Linked DNA regions of Rattus norvegicus: region 2 is linked to region 1. The links are chromatin contacts, called in public Hi-C maps. All regions are on one chromosome and are shown on one strand. Each heading gives the region's core, a stretch centred on a gene start, on an enhancer-like site or on the middle of the called end of the contact. The rest is flanking DNA. Distances are from core to core; before and after follow the strand shown. Region 1 holds the start of Cep15 (centrosomal protein 15). Region 2 overlaps Ptprg (protein tyrosine phosphatase, receptor type, G).

What was found. A called contact is a pair of places that touch in the nucleus more often than the background predicts.
Region 2: a contact with region 1 is called in a Hi-C map of the A7r5 cell line, with 3 times the contacts expected there. The contact joins the enhancer-like site here to the promoter of Cep15 in region 1. A contact is called at or near these places in 7 of 12 Hi-C or Micro-C datasets (the A7r5 cell line, Schwann cells, frontal cortex and 4 more) and 1 of 1 datasets of contacts at active chromatin or transcription factors (oligodendrocytes).

What each region holds. Positions count from the first base shown.
Region 1 is chr15:15,262,316-15,269,772 of GRCr8, forward strand. It overlaps Cep15 (centrosomal protein 15), which reads right to left and starts at 3,160. Exons shown (of 5, transcript NM_001106026.2): 1 at 3,127-3,160; 2 at 1,866-1,950; 3 at 1-82. The coding sequence starts at 1,918.
Region 2 is chr15:15,396,263-15,403,719 of GRCr8, forward strand. It overlaps Ptprg (protein tyrosine phosphatase, receptor type, G), which reads right to left. Exons shown (of 30, transcript NM_134356.2): 10 at 6,108-6,216; 11 at 741-790. Among named protein-coding and RNA genes, the nearest start is that of Cep15, 130 kb to the left of the region's middle. Within about 2 kb of position 3,994, at least 1 of the 93 cell types and tissues checked has an H3K27ac peak or open chromatin away from gene starts, as enhancers often do. A contact at or near this core is called in the A7r5 cell line, where this site is marked.

The DNA.
Region 1 (7,457 bases), core at 1,910-4,409:
GGCTTGGAGAGATGCCCTTTCTGTGCTTTGATCTCCGAATTTATTTTTCATTTTCTGAAGTAACATTAATCTTTGGGACACTCTGGGGGAAAAAAAGCAAAGATTATATACAGAGGAAAAACTGAAAAGCGAACATTTTATTGCTTGACCGATAGATAGCATTTCTTTCTTAATTGCACCTCCCCTCAGCAATGACCTGTTATTGAGAGCCAATTAGTATATCAGCGAATGAGAAAATGGAAAGAGTAGATAGTTTGCTGTGTCTTAAGTCAATCTGGGTAAATTTGTTTTTGTTTTCATTGACATATACTTCCCAAATGCCGTAAGTCCATGCCTCTGGTTTTTTTTTTTTTTAGCCTCTGCGGTCCTCTGAAATTATTGTAATGTTGGAGATATGTAACTTTTGGGGAAGATGCAAACTGTAATACATACAGTTATATATACCTCCCCACACATATACACTGCTATAACTCGCTATAGGAAACCTTCTGCTTAACACTTCAGTACCCCTGAATCTCATGTTACACATTTAGAATTGTGCTAAACTTCCATATGTTTGAAGAAGCAATAAAAATATATTTTTTTTATCTCCTTCTCCAAGAGAAAGATGATGGTTTGATACATGAGTGAGAGGCAGTATGCATGCTTACAAGGTAAACCAGTGTTTGTGGACAGAAGCGGTGAGCAAATTCTTTAACTATTTCATTACACAGAGCACAAATTTTCCATTCATTTTTAGGAGTTTTTTTTTTTTTCTTTCTTTTTTTTTTTTTTTGGTTCCCTAAATGACGAGAAATTACACATGATAATGAAAAATATGTAAGTGGTCTACAGAGAACAATGTAATTAAATAAACAATATGGTAAATAACTGTTTCATAGGGATGTCTTGAACGCAGAACTGAAAAGGCCAAAGAACATTTGTGTTGTTTTTGTTTTTATGAAAAATAGTACGTTAGAAGGCCAAAGAGCAAGATCTGGACATTACACAATAGGAAAATCTGAGAGCCCACAGACAGATGAAGATTATTATTAACTAGAAGATCATGGCTACCTATGCAATATGTTGGATTAAGTGCAAAATGATTAAGGACAATGGCATTTGAGCATCCAAGCAAGTGTAAGACCCATGACTATACAGGGCACACTCCACGAGCACAGAGCCAGCTCTGGATAAGAAATTTCAAGAAGTCTACTGAAAGCCAAGCTTGGAGCTGGAGAGCTGGCTCACAAGTTATGGGTTCTTGCTGCTTTTCTTGTGGATTTGAGTTTAGTTCTCAGCATCCACATAAAGCAGCAATCACCTGGCTTAGTTCCTGGGGTTCGGGTGCCCTCTCACCCTCTTCTGTGCTGCCTGACCATCTGGATTCACACATGCATATTCACACACACAATCGTGTAATTGAAAGTGTTTAATAAAGGTTTAAAATTTTTATTAAAAAAAAAAAAAAAAAAAGAGCCAAGCATGGTGGTAACTACCCTTACTCCAAACATTCAGGAGACAGAAGCAGAAAGATTAGGGGTTCAAGATCAGTTTTGGTTGTGTAGAAAGTTCAAAACCAGTCTGAGTTACGAGACCCTGTCTCGGAACCCCTACCACCGCAAAGTTTCTATTAAAGTCTAATGTGAACCTTAGGGTAGAGGAAGGGAACATTTTGATATTAATGTGTAAAAATAAATAGATATATGGGTGTTTCGAACATAATTGTGCCGTTTAATTTCCTTCTTAAGAGACAATGAAATTATCTACAATAAAATGTCCTGTCAGAAAATGACACTTTCACATTTTCAAGTCTTCCTGTGCATGATTCACTAAAAAAGCTAGCATATACTCTTGTGTTCGGAGTATCATTTTCAAAAACTTACATTTCTTCATGTCTTTTAGAAAGGTGAACTTCTTGAGTAAACAAGGAAGTCATCTTTAATCAAAGCTGGGCTGTTACGTTTTCTGCTAAATAGTAAAAACATTTAGTTATTCCCCCACCCTCAACCCCGTGTGTTCAGCTATGCAACTTGATTTTAGTACCGAAATAACACATGAATTCTCTCAAAAGAGAAAACTGGCAATTTCATGTGTAATGTGAAGGAATGCACTCGAGCACATTTTTATTAATGATTCACTCAAAACACCATAGGCTGAGTAAACTCAAGGCGTTTCATATTTTCTACCTCCACCCAAACTCTAAATCTTCAGCAGAATTTCAACAAATAGACAGCTGGAGCCAAGACTAATGGACAGTTTAACAGGCAGAAAGGAAAAAAAAAAAAACCCTAAAAATTCAACACAGGAATATCATCGCTTATGCATGTGCACACGCATAGACCGAAAGGCAAACAAGGATGAGAACCAACTGGGAACTCAAGGTCTTGCCTTCTGCGGAAGGTTACCAGTTCTACCATGCATGACCCTTCCAGACAAGGGAAGTGCTTTTTTTTTTTTTCCTGTGTAACTTAGGAAAATCTCGATTTAAGTCCTCTCACCACATCCTAGCAGGTCAGCACTCTCGTTTGGAGAGTTTCTATGACTCACTACACCAGGCGCAGGCTCCCCTTGGCTTAAGAACTTGCACCAGTATAGATGGTGGTCTAAGGACGTGCTCTGAAAGCGCTGGGCTGAAAAAGCACAAAAGGGACACAAATACAACGAAGACGGTCCACGAAGGAGGCTTTCCTAAACTTTCTGAAATTAAACGTTCGTCCCTGAATCGCTCAGGGTCGGATGCAGACAGGAAGCCTGAGCTCTGGGTCAGCGCACTGCACAGGAGCCTGTCTGGCCCTTCCGCAGGCTCCTTCTCCCGCCAGGGCGGCCTCCAGGGCCCAGAGGACAGCCGCCCGTCTCCCGCCCAGCTTCCTCGCCTTCCTCCCAGCGAGTTCTGCAGCCGACTAGAGCAGCGTCCACGCTCCCCTGGAAAGTCACTCCTGCTGACTCTTCCTCTCCTTGGGAGCACTTCAAGAAAAACTCCGCCTTTTGAAGCGAGCAAGTGCCCAACGGCTACCCCAATTCCCGCCTTTCGTCCTCGGAAAACTCTTAAAAACCCTCCTCATCACCTGGCTCCCCCCTCATTAGCTTTCCCCTCAGCCGCCCGCTGGCCTCAGGGGCCACAGGCTGGGACCACACTGCGCCCACCTTTGAGCTCTTCCGGGAACGCGCCAGGGCCTACGCCTGCGCAAGACGTGGGCGTGGCCAGGCAGCCATCTTTGCGTACTTTACGCTCCTGACGTCAGTCAGAGTCCCAGCTTCAGTGTGGCTCTGCTCGGGTTGGGGTACCTACCTCATAGAGGACGAGACTGTGGAAGATACCCAGAAGGAGCCTTAGGAACCTGGAGGAAAATCTGTTAGCTCAAACTTTTAAAAAGTGGGCTCTGCATATGTTAAAAAGTCTTCAGGGGCGTCAGCTGGCTTGCAGGAACCTTGGGGTCGCACAGATCAACCAACAAGTCCACAGCCTTGTGTCGTTTAGCCCTAGGGCACACCTTCCAAGTGCAAACGTGTGCTCTTAAGCATCATTTTATTCCTTGAAATAACTTTGTGAGAGTGTAGTTCTATTTATTCTCAGCTTATAGAAAAAGACATGGAAGAGTGATAAAGTCGGACTAACAGTTACTCAGCTGGTAAAGGGTAAAGAGGACTTAAGACATTTCAGTTAGTTTTTCTTTCTAGTTACCTACAGTAAACTTTGCAACCAGTTTGGACCCTTTGAACTCACTGTTTCTTTTGAAAGCCTCTTTCCTGCACATTCAGATAGCTTCACTTCTTCATATCTTTTTGTTTTGCTCTTCTGAGACAGGGTCTCACTATGTAGACCAGGCTAGACCTTGAAATCACAGGTCCCTGCCTCAGCCTCTGGTCCTGGGAGTAAAGGTATGGGTTATGATAATTGGCGCTTCATATGATGGTACTTCCTCAATAGAGGCATCATTTCATTCTCAGTATGGGATTTCTCCTTTCCCCAGCTACATTTTTCTCCACAAAAGAACACTTTGTATTTTGTAAAGTTCCCTTTAAATTTTGGGGTGTGTGTGTGTGTGTGTGTGTGTGTGTGTGTGTGTGCGCGCGCGCGCACGCGCGCGTGTACTTAATTAGTTCCAACACTCCAAGGTACTAACAGGAAATTCTGGTGTATATGTTAATCCTGAGATTCACCAGAAAAACCAGCTTCACTATTTGGGGCCAAGTTTAAAGTAAACCTTAATCAATATTAAACGCTAAGAGATGGACTTTGGTCAGGGCTCTTCCCTGGAGTTTCCCACCCGAGAATGTTGCACATGTTGCTGGGGGTTATGAGGGCAAACTTATACAGCACAGGTTTTACTCCCCCCCCCCCACGAGGTTTTTTTTTTCCCCCAAGAACTACAATTCCCAGCATTCCAGGAAATTACCTGGTTCCTGGGCGTGTGTGGGGCTTACAGGTTAAATTTTGGGTGTTTATGAGACCAAGATGACTACAAATACCTCACAGGTTGAAATAAGACCAAAACAGAAAACATACCTTGCAGGATGAGAGTTCTGTTTATAGTTAGAACAGTTTACTTGATGGTAAAATCTAGCTAAGCGTTAAGTCCGGTTTAGTTAGTTCGTATGTCAAGTCCCTGCTACTTAAGGTTTCTACTTGCAATCAAGAGTAAGTTCCTGGTCTGATGCAGACTGCTTGTAACCCCATTCACTGATGATTATCTATGCCTTTGTGACTCTGTGTAACCTGTTCACTTGTTGCCTATCCTTACCTTTGCACCTTCCCTTCTCATTGTATTCTTTTAACAATGAGTAAGTCAACTCTCTTACCTACTGTGAACACTGTATATCCCCTACAAAAAGAACTTCAAAATGCCTGTGGGGGCTGCTCTGGAAAACCCCAATTTAGGGGAGAGTTAGCCTAGACTGCACTCAAATAGAGTTTGCTTTAATTTGGACTATCGTGGACTCTGGGTGGTGTTGTTTTTCGAATTCTGGAATTAACACATTACATATCTGCAGAGATCTTTTTAAAGACCCTTTGAATTTACCATAGATGGACAAATGTTTATAAAATAAAGAATTTGGGACTTAAGTGGCTGGGTTTCTTATTTCATGAATTTGGTAAGATGGGCCCAAAATGTCTGTTTTTATTTTCGTTGAAATAGAATCCATAGAACTTTACCTATTCTGTACTAATACTTTCCGTTTTACCATGGAAAATATTTTACATTCAAAATATATACAAAGATACAAAATCCTGATGGATTTTGACCAGTAGAAAATGCATAGACACATACCTTTTTAGGAGCTCCTACTAATTAATCAAGTATCTATCTAGCCCAATCAGACAAAATGCTACAATAGAGAAATCATTATCTCAGCAGGTATCTGTGTTGTAGACAATTGTGGCTGAGGTGATCTGCTCTTGCTGATAGGACAGTATTTAACTTGGGAGATTTCCAGGAAGAGTTCGCTTGTGCCCCTTTCCTTCTTGGGAAATGGAACTGAAAATCTCACCAGTTCTAAAACTGATCAGAGAAAGCACTAAGGTTTTTAATGCATATGTGACAAGTCTTAGTGACTTTTTTTATATATTTTATACTTGTTAAATATATGTGCTCCCCAGTCCCCAAATCCATTCATTTGAAGCTCATACAATCAGCCTATCTGTCTTATAGCCTTCTAGAGGTCTATGATCTATGAACATTTTCCAGTCCTGGGGCTGTGATTTTCCACTGGCTCCTGATACCTCTCTAGTAGTCTACAAATGCCAATACAGGGTTTCCCTAGAGTGGGTATTTTCTACTCGTGACATTCCTGCTTGTTTCTTTTCTTGATGATTTTTCTCTCTTACAGCCCTCTGGAAACTTTATCGTTAGTTCATCACGGAGCAGGCAGTTGAGAACACATTTAGCTGGTGCTTGAGGAGTTGATATGCAAGTCTTCTGCACTTAAGTTCAATGAAACCCTTCTGAGTAGCTGAGAAATAATTTTGTTTTGGTCTGCTTTTGTTTGTTTTTAAACAATATTATTTGCTGTATGCATCCACTTGAAAGTTTCCCCGCTTGTTTCCTTAAACAGCAAAACCGCAGGAATTGCAATCTTACTACATTTCAGTTTATTTATGGTCTAATATCATTAGAAATAAATGACAATAAAAATTTGTCAGGAAGGCTATCGTAGTTTGATGCAGTTGGGACAGTTGAAAAAAAAATCAGTGTCCTTCCTTTATTTACGCAAAAACAAATGTTTTACCCAACTGAAGATTTCATGAGAATATACTCCCTTTTTTTGATGATACACTGAGTTAAACTTTCAAATTTGCTTTTGCTTTTAAGTGTCTCCTTCCCCCCTTTTCAATAAGGATTTTGAAGTGAATTGCACATGCAGTTCAATCTTCAAATTTTGAAACAAACGTCACTCAGCATAATAGCATCAAAATTCAATTAAATTGGAACTTTAATTTTTTTTATCAATTTAGTGGGGTGTGTGTGTGTGTGTGTGTGTGTGTGTGTGTGTGTTCACGTGCATGTGTGTGGCACATGTCTGGGTGTCAGAGGATGATTTGTGAGTATTTTTTTCTTCCATTATCTGAGTCCTGGGACTTGAACTCAGGTAACCAAGTTTGGCAGCAAGTACATTTACTTACTGAGCCACCTTACCAGCCCCTAATTTTTATAATTATATTCTTCGGAGGTTAAAGTGACTTTTTAATGTCTTTATTTAGTCTGATTTTCTTTAATTCTGAGAAAAGTGGAAATTGTAGAAATAGAAAGAGACTGTAACATTCCTAATTTTTGATATAGCTCTCTGAGTCGGAATATACACCAGGTTGCTCACCCAGAAGCTCATACAGCAAAGAGAATATTGTTTGTTAGACTAAATGTAAATCTCACCTGTTAGTCAACCCACGATGATTGCAACAGGTGGGGATGTTTACTGTGATTGACAAGTTGAATAACTAGCCCTTGAGAGTCTGGAGTCTTGAGAATTTGCTCAACGTGAAACAGGGGTTAAACATAACTGTGCGTTTTCCTAAAATTTGGAGATTAGAAACAGAGAAGAAAAGAAATGGATTCATTTTAACTCTAGATGGCAGTTAAACACAACTAAAAGATTTTTTTTGAAATATAAAAAGAGCAAAACACACATTCTGTTCCTGCCAAACGAAGTTAATATCCAAACGAAGCCCTGATGTGTACTAAACAGATGTGTATAAAAGGTGATTGTGCACATGTTAAGTGTATAGTAGACTCCTGTCATGGCAAGGTTTTTTTAAATCTGGTATTATGGCGTGCACTGGTTCATATTGTATTTTGTTTTGTAATTTTTACCTCAGTCTAGTTTTATTTTTTGTACAGTTATTTACTAGGTCGCCATTTTACCATTGCAACACTGGTAAAAGTACTCTATATTTAATGTTTGAAATGTTTCTCAGTACTTTATAAGGGAATGGAGAACCTTGTTAGAGCATGCTGCGCTCTTGCCCTTTGTGTGAACTT
Region 2 (7,457 bases), core at 2,744-5,243, 130 kb after region 1:
GGAACTTATTCCTATACAACATCTTCCCACCAAACCAGGAATAACAGCTGAGGATAAGAGCGTAAGTTCAGCCCTTACAAGCAGGCGTAGGGAACCTTAAATTAGACCTCACCACTTAGACAAGTATAAAATGATAATCGGAACAAGCCTCCCTTTGGAACTTCATACAATCTCACATGGGAAACCGTGCAGTTTAGGGAGAGCCGTGAGCACTGACAATCAGCTCTTACTTAAGATTAAGCGCCAAACACAGAGAGGCCTCCAACTGAGTTCTGAGATGACTCCTTGCCTCGCTGTGATGATGGGCCCATTTCTTTAACTCACGGCGCCTCAGTTTCTTCGCCTCCACTCTGAACTCATTGAAGATGCACACAGAATAACTGGTGTCTGAAAGCTGGGGTGTGCTTAATGAATTTCAGGTTACGATTATCCCCAGCACTGGACACTGTGGGTGACAACCTCTGGATTGTACCATGAAGGCCTCTGAATGGACTGACTCCTGTATCACTCCAAGGATCATACGTAATTACAGATCTGAAAGATTTTTATTTTGACAAAATTATATATCAGGAGCAGCTAATATTGTTGCATGGCACAGTAAATTATACAGCAAAATGTATGCTTGTCTGTGAATGGCTGTACGTAGACAGTTCGACAACGCTATGCTGACACCTTGTGGTCAAAGCTTTGACTGCATCCAAACTAGCATTTGCACAGAGCACCCGGTGTTCTCCACTTACCACTCCTGTTTTCACAATCCTGGTCCCTTGGAATATCCGGGTAGTGTTAGCTGAGAAACAAAGAAGTTGTGATGTTAACAACACACAAGGCTCAGATGTGCTCCCGATAAACCCTCCTACGAACACACATATCTAAACTACACGTGATTTTCACGTTACAAGATATTATTCCTTTGTACACTTTGTGACCATTTCAACATAGGACCCTCGTCCGAGTCATGCAGACATATTCAGACGATCGAGGCAACTGTTCCTGTCACACAATTCATTTAAAATGTGTAATCATTACGGTTTTGTTTTACTGAGCTATAACTTCAACAATAGTAAAATGTCCAAGGACTGAATTATTTTTACATCTAATGCCTGAGCTACTCCGCTCACATTAAGACGTGTTTTCAAGAACTGTTGGCTTTCTGGGTTTCATATATTTTTTTTATTTGAATGGGTTTGTTTTTTCTCTATTACTGCCTTGGTCGCCATTTCTCATCCTTTCAGTGATCCTAACATGTATATCTTTAAGTTAGGACAGTTGGCCATTTTCTAAATTTGTATTACATTTATGTATGTATTTATTAGAGGGCTGGGAAAGGGGTGTTTGGGGAGGGAAGGGAGGCAGTGCACATTGTGGGGACCAGAGCACAGCTTGGCAGAGTTGGTTCTCTTGGTAAATCACGTGGGTCCCGAGGTTTGGCTGTGAGCGCCTTCACAAACGGAGCCATCTTGCCAGCCCTACCTATAGTTTACCTTAAGTTAATCCCTTGACTGTTTCTGGCAACAACTCTGTTGCTTTCCTCCCACTGTGTACTGTTGTGTGCTCTCTTCCTGCTTGGATCTGATAGTCTCTATGGATTACACAGTCACATGATTTTGCCTTCGACGCACGCTGCCCTATCTGGTGTCCATGTTCTGCAGCTGCGCTCACCCATGAGGGCATTCTTAAGCAATGCCACTGTGGTATCCATCGAGTTGTATGAATGGGCAAAGAATATAAAATCTACCGTGTTAGTCAATTTAAGTGTCTGCACCACCTAATCTAGAAATGGCAAGGGACCCACACACATTTCTGGTTGCCCTATAAGTTTAAAACAAAAAACCAACCCAAACCCCAAACCACCCTGACTGTGGCATTAACTTTAGAGAGTTGACCACTCCTCTTCGTGGACACCTGGTGTCCTGTTTATCACACATGTTCTTGACTGACCCCATGGATACCTGAGTTCACAATCCTGGCCTAATGGCACTCCCATTTTGTTTAAGTACAGTGTGCACAGAGAGAAATGTGGAGAAGGTCTACGAGTCGATGCAACTGTTTAAATTAGGGGTCAAACAAGGCAGCTAGGGAAGTGACTCTAACCTGGGACAACATACAGACCCCATGATCCCTGAGCTATTCACACAGATGTGCACACATCCTGCCTCCTTAATAAAAGACAAAGGGCTCCCAGGAGCTCTACCTTCTGTGCTCTTTAAAGGGGCTCGAAGCAGGCCAGTAAACTCGGTAGCCATTCCACGAGTCTGCTGGCTTTTTCTTAGTTTGTCTTAGTCTTGAACTGTCTCTACCTAGGTAGCCACGATGTTGCTGATGAGATTATTTGGGCCTTTCAGACTACGAGCCCTTTACGGAGGGATCAGGGGACCCAAGCAAACGTTGTTAAAGGGGAACTAGGACAACTGAACTTTGCTCAAGCTTCTCAATGGCCCGTTTCCTCCCAGGACTAGTCATGGCTGCATTCTCTGGGCAGGTGACTTTGTCTCTGAGATCTGATTCCTTTCTACTGCCCGACCCTCTTAGGCGTTCATGATTTCGGGAACCACTGATGTTGGTCACTCCTCAGGAATCACAGCAGTTCCAGGACCTGTCACTTGGGCTTTCATAAAAACAAACACATGTATCACCGTGGCTCTGATTTGCCTAAGACGTGACAAGTGTATATACATCAGTTGTATATAACCAATTCCCCTCTGACATCTTGGTTCTTTATGCCAGAACACTGCACATCAGGCTTCTTCTCAAGGTTGAAGACCTGGGGCAGGGAGTGCCCTGCACTCTACAGTGTCCACTGCCATCTACGAGCCATGGAGCCTTAGAATAAGAACACGAACTCTGTCCAGGAGCTAAGGAAGAGATTTATCTCAAGTTACTTGCACTCTGAACATAATCTCCCCTTTTGTAAAGCCAAACCAAACCAACAACCCATGTTCCCAACAACAAAACAAACAAACAAACAAAGACAAGCCAAACTCCAAAGAAAACCCCTACATATGATGCCCGGGTTGGAGTAAAGCAGCTGAGGTGGAAACAGTCCATAATGGAAGCCACGCTCTATAAGTGTCTCTTGCTACTAGAACTGCTAATAATGTGTCATGGTGGCTAAGTATACTCATTGGTATCTTCGTCTTTACTTCACTTTATTAATTTGTTTACTCACTGTGTGTGCCTGTGTGTACCTGTCACAGCATGTGGGAGCATGCCATAGATATGCCCTTTGAGGTCAGAGGTCAATTTTCTCCTTCCACCATGTGGCTCTTGATGCTCAAACTCGGGCGTGCTGAACGGGTGTCTTTACCCGCAGAGCTGCCTCACCGGACTAATGCTTTAGTACATGATACAGATCATAAACACTGCTAGAGTCACCATATTAATTCTCCATGTGTGCTCCCAGGCTCCCAGATCTGATGTATACTTATTTCTAAAAAATGGTTACTATGGGGACAACTTTACTGGAATTCTTGAAGATTCTTTTTTTTTTCCTTTGTGAAAACTTGAGTCTGGATTAGGAGGTCAGTTTTGCACCTTGCTCTCTGTGGTCCCTAAGCAGTAGGAAATGGATGGGCAGTGAAGGACAGTGGGCGGACACTGAGGAAGGTCCCCGTTGGCAGGGGCCTTGCATGGATGTTGTTGGAAAACACTGCCTGTGTGGGGAGGTGTGACCAGAGGATCTGTTTCTTTCTCAGCACAAGGAGACAGATGCAGAATACACAAGGAGTCGCCGCTCTGAGCAGAGACAGTGGAGAACATGTAGGGACACCAGTCCTTTTCAAAAAGCCACAGTGACCAGACTTTTAAAAGGCTCCCTGGTTTGAATTTCTAGCTGATGGGGCCGTTTTCGAATTGCATTATATTATAAACCTTTAATTTTTCAGAGTCTTTGCAGAAGCCAGGCAGTCCAGGGCTATTAATCAAAGGAGGCCGCTCTGCAACTCTCAGGCTCCCAGTCCAGCCAAGGGGAGGCCTAATCATGATTTATGGGTCTGAAGTTCCCAGGCCTGGCCACAGCAAGTTCCCTGACTGATCTACCTTTTCATTCTCTTTGCCACACAGACCCTGCCGGGGCTCAAGGCTCTTGCTCAACAGATGACACGATACATTCTAGCTAAATGTGGGCGCAGATTTATTTATTTACGAGAAGGCGCAACTATGGTAAATTTCAGTTAAGATTTTAAAGAGACGGATGAAATCAGTAGCAAAGAATTTTTAAAAGCCACATGTAAATTCCAGTTCCTTGGAAGAGAAAGCTCTGCTGGAGGACTTCCTCCCTGGATTCACCATTTACTACCTTTTCCTAGCAAACCTCACAAAGACTGAAACTTTAGGACCACTGAAATAGTAAAGGCTTATAATAGAAGGCAGTTCTAAAACGGGAGCATTTGGACGTCACAATTCTTGGACTCTGAATGTTCAACTGGTAGAGTCTAGGCTAATACTTCACAACAACGTATAAGGTGTTGCTAGCCCAGAGTCCTGTGATTTTTTCTCGTAGTCATTATTTCATGCATGTCATCTGGTGTTACTGGACCATGGTCCCCGTGGATGGTCAGAGTGGCGAACAGCAGCTTTAAGAAGATAGATTACATTTTTTTTTTACACCACGGCACAGCGAGCGATTAGCAGCTGGCACTCACACCCAGCACCGTCCGTCCATGCAGAGCCCACCTCCAACCTGGCATTCTTCAGTACTGGATATGCTCGCCAGTTACCAGGGCCATCTTGCTAGGATTCGCTTTCCTAGGCCCCGCTGCCAAGACTTGGAGGCGGTTGATTGGAGGGGGCCTTCCGACTGCGAGGAGCGCTCTCAGGCTTCCAGATGCTGCTAGCTCAACCTGACCACATGCTTTCTAGATAGGCTTTGCAATTTTATCCACACTCCTGGAAGCTTCCAGGGGAAAGCCCAGATGTTTAATTAGATCCACAGCTCAAAAAGTTAAGAATCAGCTGAGTGCAATCACATATGCCCAGTGACACTCTGTTACAAAAAAGACATAGGGAACAAAAACGGGGTAACGGTGGCCTGGTGTACACCTTTCGTTTTACAGACAGGAAGCAGAGGCCCTGAAGAAGTAAGGAGCTTGAAGGGTCAGCACCTCTGTGTGGAGCCCAAGGCCCAGACCTTTAGTTTCATGATGGGCTTGGCATCTGTTATGAGATTGGACCACAGTTGACTACTGATGTCTGTAAATAATTCTAGAACCAGGATTAGGTTGTGGTATCTAAGACGGACTATATCGTATCATTACTTTGATAGAGAGTTAACTCAAACCTTGTATATGCTAAGCACATGCCACACGACTGATGGCTGACATAGCTATCTAACATTCTAGTTTTTCTGAGGCCAGAGATGGCTCAGTTGTCAAAAGCACTTGCTGCTCTCTATAGGAGCTGGCTTTGTTTTCTACATAGCAGCTTACAACTGTCTGTAACTGTAGTTCCGGGATAGCTTCCACCCTCCTCTGGCCTTCGTGGGTACTGCATGTATGTGGTGCGTGCACACACATGATGCTACAACATCCATACCCACAGAACAAGTTAACAGAATAAAACTCCAATATTTCATTCATGAAATCTTTGCACTGACTTTGCTTTTAAAAGAAAAAAAATCACCCCATCAAAATGTGACAAAGCCAAGTTTTATTGGCTTTACCCTCAATTTGGCCCTAGATCCCCCTAGATGCCCCCAGTCAGCACAGAACAGACATCTCCAGACTGGAACCCATGAAGACCCTGTACACCCAGACTTGTGCAAATCGCAAGGCCGAATTTTATGTCTTGGGCTCCAGTTCTCAATGGGCCGTGAAGATGAGCCAGGCTAAACACCTAAGAAAGAGGCTATGGCAGGACTCAGGGGGAGATCACACTAACTGACTTATTCTTAAACAGGCACAGCTGGAAAATATCAATAAACAGCCCCTCTTTCTGTCTCCTCTTTTGGCATCTGAAACCTCCAACCCCAGTGACAGATCTTAATGAGCAGAGCTCACTGAATATGGATTACACCCTACACGGACCAAGTTCCTTTACTTCTGGCCAAGTCCCTAAGGGACAGGCAGCCTGAGGCGCATCAGGGGCATGGAGGGGATAAGCGGACTTACCTTGGAAAAGCATCGTCTGGCTGAAGTCACTGCGCATGTCGTTCCGACACACGGCCTGTACGCGGAACAGGTAAAGGCTATCAGGTGAGATGTGGCTGATGGTGGCTTTCTGTGGGGGAAGAAAGAGAGGCACTGAGCTGGCTTTGAAAGCTCACAGATGTAGTTTACCTGAGAACAAACCTGGGCATTCTGGGATTTGCAACTGCAGGCTTTCTCTGGAGAGGACTGCTTAGAACCTGTTTTCAACACTGCAGAAATACTAACACTGGTCCACAGTTTGGAACGTATCTTTAGCCTACCTGTTCCCAAAGCCTGGACTTCTGTCAGAATCACTGTGCTTTAGAAACTGTAATTATTATCTATAAGAGCCTTCACAGTTATTAAATAAAAGATCGTCAGAGCAATGTCCACTTTACAACAGGAAATTCTCTGCCTGTATAGCTTTCTTCCTGTTGTTATCTTAAGGCCTCCTTACAAAGAGTAAAAACCTATGAAGTTATAAGATGTAACTTTGTCATACTATTTTCTAGATGTGTGAGTCTGCAACATTTGCTGAGTCTCCGGCTTCTGTTACTTTCAGATGTGCTGTGTGGGTAGGAAGAGTCACCTAGCGAGGCTGTGTGACTCGGGCCATGCAAACTCTGCTCATAGGAACACTGACCCTAGCAACGGCAGGGGACAGCAAGCTATAGATCTGGCTGGCTATCGGCTAGTAGGAAAAAAGGTCTACTGGCATATAGGCAAACCATTGTTGTTGTGGTGGGTGGTGGTAGTGGTGGTGGCGGGGTGTGTGTGTGTGTGTGTGTGTGTGTGTGTGTGTGTGTGGTCAGTGTACTTTTACCCAATCACTAACAAAGTTAAGAAGTTATGACCATATGGCCTGAAGGCCCAAAATACCCACTGTCTGGCCCTTTCCAGATTACTGCTTATTAACTGTCATTAGACACCATCGCCCACATCCGGGTCACCATTCCTTGTCGGTTTGCCTCAGCAGACTTTAACCCTGAGGAAACAGAACATACCTACAGAACAGGCACTACTGCTTCTGGAGAAACAAGCAGTGAATGCTACTGGTCTCCAGAGGTGCTGACAGATTCTGGGTCTCCTCGCAGACGTGTGTACCCTGGGCCAGTCTGAACTGAACTATCAAGAGGGTATTCCTTGTGTAGCTACCATAATCCTCTATGCTGGTATTAGCGTGTGACCACGGCAACACTGAGAACAGCTTCCTCATGGGAACAGGGAGTTAAGTGTCACTCAGCCACAGGCTGCATGAATTTCTCTTAGGAAAAAACAGTGAATACCACCTACGGGGGCTGTGATGACAGCGTGGGCTGGGAGATGAACGCA